Linked DNA regions of Gasterosteus aculeatus: region 1 is linked to region 2. Evidence: chromatin contacts called from public Hi-C data. All regions are on one chromosome and are shown on one strand. The core of a region is the stretch at or near the end of the contact, and the rest is flanking DNA. Distances in the headings are between cores, read along the strand shown.

Region 1 (3,035 bases), core at 334-2,833, 100 kb before region 2:
CCTCATTTTTCAATTAGATGAGCTAATAGCTTTCAGAATTGAGATTCTAGTTTACTGAATTGATATTGATGCATCGTGCTGTCCGTGTTTAACAAAGAATGAATTATTGAATACCAAGAAACATTTGTCTGTGTCGTATCTGTATCCTGTGAAGCGACCCTGCAGCGTTTTCTTCTCCCAGCACCGAAAAAGTTGATTTATCCTGAACCGGCAGCTCGTCATGAAACACATCACACTCCATAGTTAGTTAGCTACAAAGGTCAGATAGTCAGAACATGGGATGGATGCTCACATTTAGTGGGGGGTTTCATGGGTGCATTGTTCATAATTGGGCTTCTCAGGCAGAACGGTATCAGGTAGTTTACAATTTAGTCTCCACATATGGATCATTTCTCTTCAGTCTACTTGCAAAGACAACTCAAGTTTTGAAAGTGGAAAAGCGCTGGCGACCGAGTGTCGAAAAATAGCGCGCTATTAACCTCCCTATCTAAATTCATGCAGCTCTATAATTAGTGTAGTTGTTAGAGAATGAATATGCTGCAGATGTGGGTCACATCACAGTATTCATTACCCAGAGATAATCAGTGCAACGACACACAAAGTCCACAGTGCTGCTGAGGGTCGACAACGGGGAAGACAACTCATGCCATCGGTGGTGAGCGGACAATACTGTGCTTTTATTAACGGTGATCAGCTCAGAGAGGAATGAAATGTGCGGATTCAACCGTGTTTCAAGCAGGAGCCCGAGAGAGCAACAGCACACTTGTTTTCCTGCACTTGGAGCACATGTGAGGCTCCAGCAGAGGGCGCTACAAGCACAGACACCATGACAATGGCAATTTGAGCCATTAGACGACTGTGCACCGTGACTGCATGAATGGACAACTTCTCCTTGACAGACCGTGTTCACAATGAAATCAGGACACGGTTTGGGGATCCAGGATGTGAGATCTGATGACGAGATCATTTTTGAAGAAAAAGGAAATATTATCCTAGCCTCACAAACTCAGGTTATAAAAACGATGACACAAACACAGCTGAAGGCTGGAAACTCAAGGTCCAAAAGGACATTTCTGGTGCACTAATCTTAGCTGACAATGTACGATGTGTGACTTCTGATTCCTCTCGTCCCATCAGCGCCGCAGATAACGAATCAACACCAGGGGGTGCAACTATATAAGTGGATTCACTTATCAGGGACTTGTGTGGCAATCTCCGATCTCAAAAGTATTTCGATTACAGATGGAGGCCGAGAGTAAAATACCATTTGTTATTAATTAGACCGAGAAACTCGCTCAGAGCGAAACACGTCTTATCAGCGCGACGCCACATTGCATCACTCTTGTGTTGGGGGATAATTAGAGAGCAAGTGTCTGCGTTAATCCACAATTGTGACACATCGCGCTATTCGATGCCTCGCAACAAGATGTGCCCTAAATAGGCCCAACAAATTGTGTGAGTAACACATTATCTCAAAGACTCTGAGTCACTTGCTTGACGGTCCGAGCTGTTACCAAGCGACGTCCACGTGCACGTGACCGACAGGTGCGTCTGTGTGTCCGTGGGCGCGGCCAGCGACGAGGGCTTTGTGACAGCGCCATCACACATGGCTAATCATGTGGAACAATGTGCACAGAAGCGTGGGACAGAGAAGGGGACGAATTGGGGATCTGGCCTCAAAAGACGAGACCCCCGCCTCATGTGGATGCTGCGTTTTGAAGGGATGCAAATGAAGCAGGCGAATCCTCGACAAGGTCAAAGAAGGCGCCGGCGAGGGCGCCGTCGCGCTTTTGTGTGCGTCCTTGACGTAGAGACAAAGTCGCACGCTGTCCCTTCAGCCGAGGGGGGGGGGAGGGTTGACGCCGACGATCCATCTTGGCAGTTTAATACATGGTCAACATCAACTTTTCAGAGGGGAGGAGGTGAATGTCAATGAGTGGCTAAAGGGTCAAAGGATATGGCTGACCTCGCTGCAGCCGGCTCAAGTGTCGCGTTGAAGGGATGTTGATGGAGAGACACCAAGGAAGCAGCGTAAGTCGCATCCTCAGCCGCTGTAAGACCGCTGGGCGTGATGGTGCTTAGTTATACTGCTGTACGGAAAAATGGACGTCCATCAACGGCCCATACGAGCAGAACTGCATGGTGCCACATTCATTCCAATGGAAGCGCTCCCCGGGTGCATTTACACAAAAACATCAGGCAATGAATTTATTGTTTTACTGACTAACAGAACTTTTACAGCATCTTTGCGCAGGTGCAGAATTGATTTGAACCAAATGCCCAAACAGAAGCATTATGGACAAGACATTTCTAGAGTTTTTTCATTCAATTCCATTCAAATGTTGATATTTTCGTGGAAAGAATGGAAAAGTCAGTGGACACCCAAATTAAATTGAGTTCATCCCCAAGGGGACATGAATGACATTTGTTTCATGGTAATCCATCCAATAGTTGGCCACGTCCTTCACAACTGTGCGTCAGCCGCTCGGTGCTGCAGTTGTTTGAGATGATTTAGATATTCTCAGGATGAAGTGAAACATTTGACCCGAGGTGACACTACCAGAACAGATCAGGTGGCCACAGAAGATACTCCAGAATTTGTCCTCTGAGGATTTTTAAAGTCTTTACGAAATATCTTGGCCATCTATCCAGTAATTGTTAAAGTATTTAAGGTATTTTAAGGTATTTAAGGTATTATTAAGAAGCAGGTATTACTTTTTTATGTACACACACTCCCCATCAATGTGATGCACAACAAGATCGGCTCACACAAAGGTTTTCCAAAAATCTGAATTACATGATTGTCACTCAGGTGAGTGTTGAAAATGTCGTGTTGTTCTTGTTCAGAGTCCGAACTCCAAATCACGATGCAGCAAGACCAGTTAAGTTGTCATTGGATATTTTATTTGCAAATGAAAGAGTAATAACTCAGAAGTCGTAAAAATATACATTTTTTTACTTGTGATATTTACATGGATTGTTTTCATCAAACGAACCAACAAAGAAATCTGTACTGTTTTATAAAACCAAAGAGA
Region 2 (2,888 bases), core at 8-2,507:
TCACAGCGGCAAAGCTCCCGCAAGACATGATGACAGCAACGGTTTTGGTGTTAAATTGCTGTGTTTATTGCCACGTGAGTAATGAAAGTGATGGAATGAGCACCTTTCCTGGAATAAATAAATCATAGAGATTTCAAGGTGGAGAGACTATAGCATGCGGCCCACTTTGTTCTTTCATGAATTAAACACCATGACAAAGCCAAAGATTCAGATTGTCTCTGATGTGTCATCACAATTTGGTCTGACTTAAAGCATAATCCTTGAGGATATCTCCCAGGCATGAAGGAGAAAATCATTAGTTTTGAATTGATATATTTAATCTGATTAGGGAGGAAGTCAAGCCTCTCACGCCGCCCGCTTGACCTCCACACTCTGCAATGTCGCAACCACCAGCGGCACCGAGTCACTGACCCAAAAACTGAGCCACAGGGTAAAAAGATAGAAAGCCTTATCTGTGTGTAACAGCCAGGCAGTCAGAGAGACTGAATATGCCATACAGGGGAAGAAGGATTTGTTATTAGCAAAGTTAACGTTGCCTCTGGCTTCAACATAGAAGACAGAATTGCACAGTATGGGCAAGGCACAAAAAGGAATATTTAAAAATACAATAAAAATATGAAAGAAATGTAGTGCAGAAAATAGGTGCAAACAGTAATGCCTGTCTCGTACACAGAAGGCAATCAGACAGTAGAAAATGCGTGTGAATAGTTAGATTTTAATAAACTTTTCTGTACTGACTCAGAGTCACACTGTCAAAGCTAAGTGAGACGCAGTTATTGCTAAAGTCATATTTGTGCTTTTCCTTTCTATGACAAGACACGTGATGATAAAAACAATAAAGCAGACCGGAAGAGTAATACAGCATGTAGAAAGGAACCGATTAGTGATCAATAGATCAGTGAATTGGCAGAAAGCAACAATTGGTGATTGATTTATCTGTTCAGTTCATGTTTTTGGAAAGGCTGCTGCAGTGTTTACTAAAAGAAAAGAGAAGAAGCATGCAATTCAAAATGCGATGGAACATGGCATCTTTTTCTGGTTGTAAACAGAATGCTAGAATGGGTATTTAATTGCATGTTACGTACCAACAGCTCTTCTGTTCTGTGTCGTTTTTATATACGGTACAATGCTTATGTTTGTGTTACTATGCTGCAGGAGCTTAAAAAAACAGTGTACCCCAAATATAAAACATTGCAATTTTCACACATTTCTATTAGAAACATATTTGCATTTATGTTTACGCAGATAAGCAGCAGTTATCATCCAAGCAAAGGACCACTTCTATCTTTGATTGACATATGTGTCGTAAAGCCACCGCTGTTCACTACGACAGAAGCGTGTGTTTAACGGCAGTTCCCTTTGCGGCCCCTGGGCCTTCCGGCTATATTTGTCACAGCGCTTTTTTTTTTTACGCTAGACGTTAGCATTCCTGTTGCTTGAGAGAGCGAGTATCTGCTCAAACAAAATGGGAATAGAGGAGGAAGCGGACCGGACGCTCTTCATAAGGAATTTGGATACAAAAGTGTCGGAGGAGCTTTTGTTCGAGCTGTTTGTGCAGGTGCGGTTGTCGCTTACATTTTTTTATGTTAGCTAGCAATCGTAAAGTCAACAGATAGCATTCCGAGCAACATGCTAACAGATTGGAAGCTGGTCAGTTCCAAATATTAAACCGTTAAACGGTATGCTCTTTTACAATTAGTGTAGACGTGTGTGTGTGTGATATTACCAATGTTTGTGGTGCGCACGTACCTTTTTGATATTTGCAATGCACTCACGGGAGTTAGCCTTAGCTAACGTTAGCTGCTGCTTCGTTGACGTTAACGTCATTAGCGTCTACTTGTTTTTTTTTTTTTAGCCTTAGCTAACGTTAGCTGCTGCTTCGTTGACGTTAACGTCATTAGCGTCTACTTGTTTGTTTTTTCCTTTTGCAGGCGGGGCCTCTCATCAAAACTAAAATTCCCAAAGACCCGGATGGGAAACAGAAAACATTCGGTTTTGCTGTCTACAAACACGAAGTGTCCGTGCCGTACGCCATGCAACTACTCGACGGGACGTCGCTGTTCGGGAGAACCATTCACGTGCAGTTCCGATCAGGTCAGAAACAAACGGGGAACTTTTTAACAGTGACCCTGGCAGGCGTGTTTGGGGGGGGGGGGTGAAGCCACGGTCTTGAAAAAGTCTCCTGACCATATCTTCGAAGTCCTTTTCAAAGAGTCTTCTAACCATCCGGGTGAAAACATTCCGTCAGCTAAGCGTCACAAAAGGATTTCCTTCTGTTACCTGTAAAGGTGATGTGAGGACTGCCGTCTTGGTTTGTAGAAATAAAATAAAAAAACATTTAATTAAACATTTTAATTGTGTGGCCTGTCAGGATGGGGCTGGGGTGAGCTGAGTTTTAGGAATATTTTAACAATGTATATTATGATACAACACACAGCGTGAATTCTCGCTGCCTTTTGAGTGATTTAAGTGTAATAGGGTTAAAACATGCATTAAATGTTCCTGTCAATCAGAATATTGGCCATGTCTCAGTGGCTGGTGATGCAACTTTGCAGTCTGCTGACTTAAAAGTAAACAATTGTACTAGTTTATTACCAACTGGACTTGATGTGTCCTTGAACCGTTTTTCCTTTTGTCTCATTGTAGGTAGCAGTCACGGCAGCAGTCCAGGGAACTCACAGAATACAAGTCCTGCAAATAACCCCAATCCGCATGGCCAGAGGTAACATTGTCTCAACGGTTGGTTATTGTCGAAGTCACCTGTTGCTTTGTCATCACATTGCTGACAGGAGTTTTATCTTAACTTTGGGCTGCCAATTTTGAGTTTGGGTATTCAATACAAACTGGACTAGATGGAGTCGAATGCATCTGTGTTGGTTTGTTGTAGC

The links. A called contact is a pair of places that touch in the nucleus more often than the background predicts.
Region 1: a contact with region 2 is called in a Hi-C map of whole body, with 7 times the contacts expected there. The contact joins the enhancer-like site here to the promoter of rbm7 in region 2. A contact is called at or near these places in 4 of 6 Hi-C or Micro-C datasets (blood and trunk muscle, skeletal muscle and whole body).

Annotation. Positions count from the first base shown.
Region 1 is chr1:4,745,654-4,748,688 of fGasAcu3.hap1.1, reverse strand. clmpb (CXADR like membrane protein b) reads right to left here. Exons shown (of 7, transcript XM_040179306.2): 7 at 2,883-3,035. Among protein-coding and RNA genes, the nearest start is that of LOC144411482, 24 kb to the left of the region's middle. Within about 2 kb of position 1,583, at least 1 of the 9 cell types and tissues checked has open chromatin away from gene starts, as enhancers often do.
Region 2 is chr1:4,645,781-4,648,668 of fGasAcu3.hap1.1, reverse strand. It overlaps rbm7 (RNA binding motif protein 7), which reads left to right and starts at 1,257. Exons shown (of 5, transcript XM_040188212.2): 1 at 1,257-1,558; 2 at 1,932-2,094; 3 at 2,647-2,722. The coding sequence starts at 1,466. It overlaps LOC144411472 (a long non-coding RNA gene), which reads right to left and starts at 1,932. Exons shown (of 2, transcript XR_013468646.1): 1 at 1,750-1,932.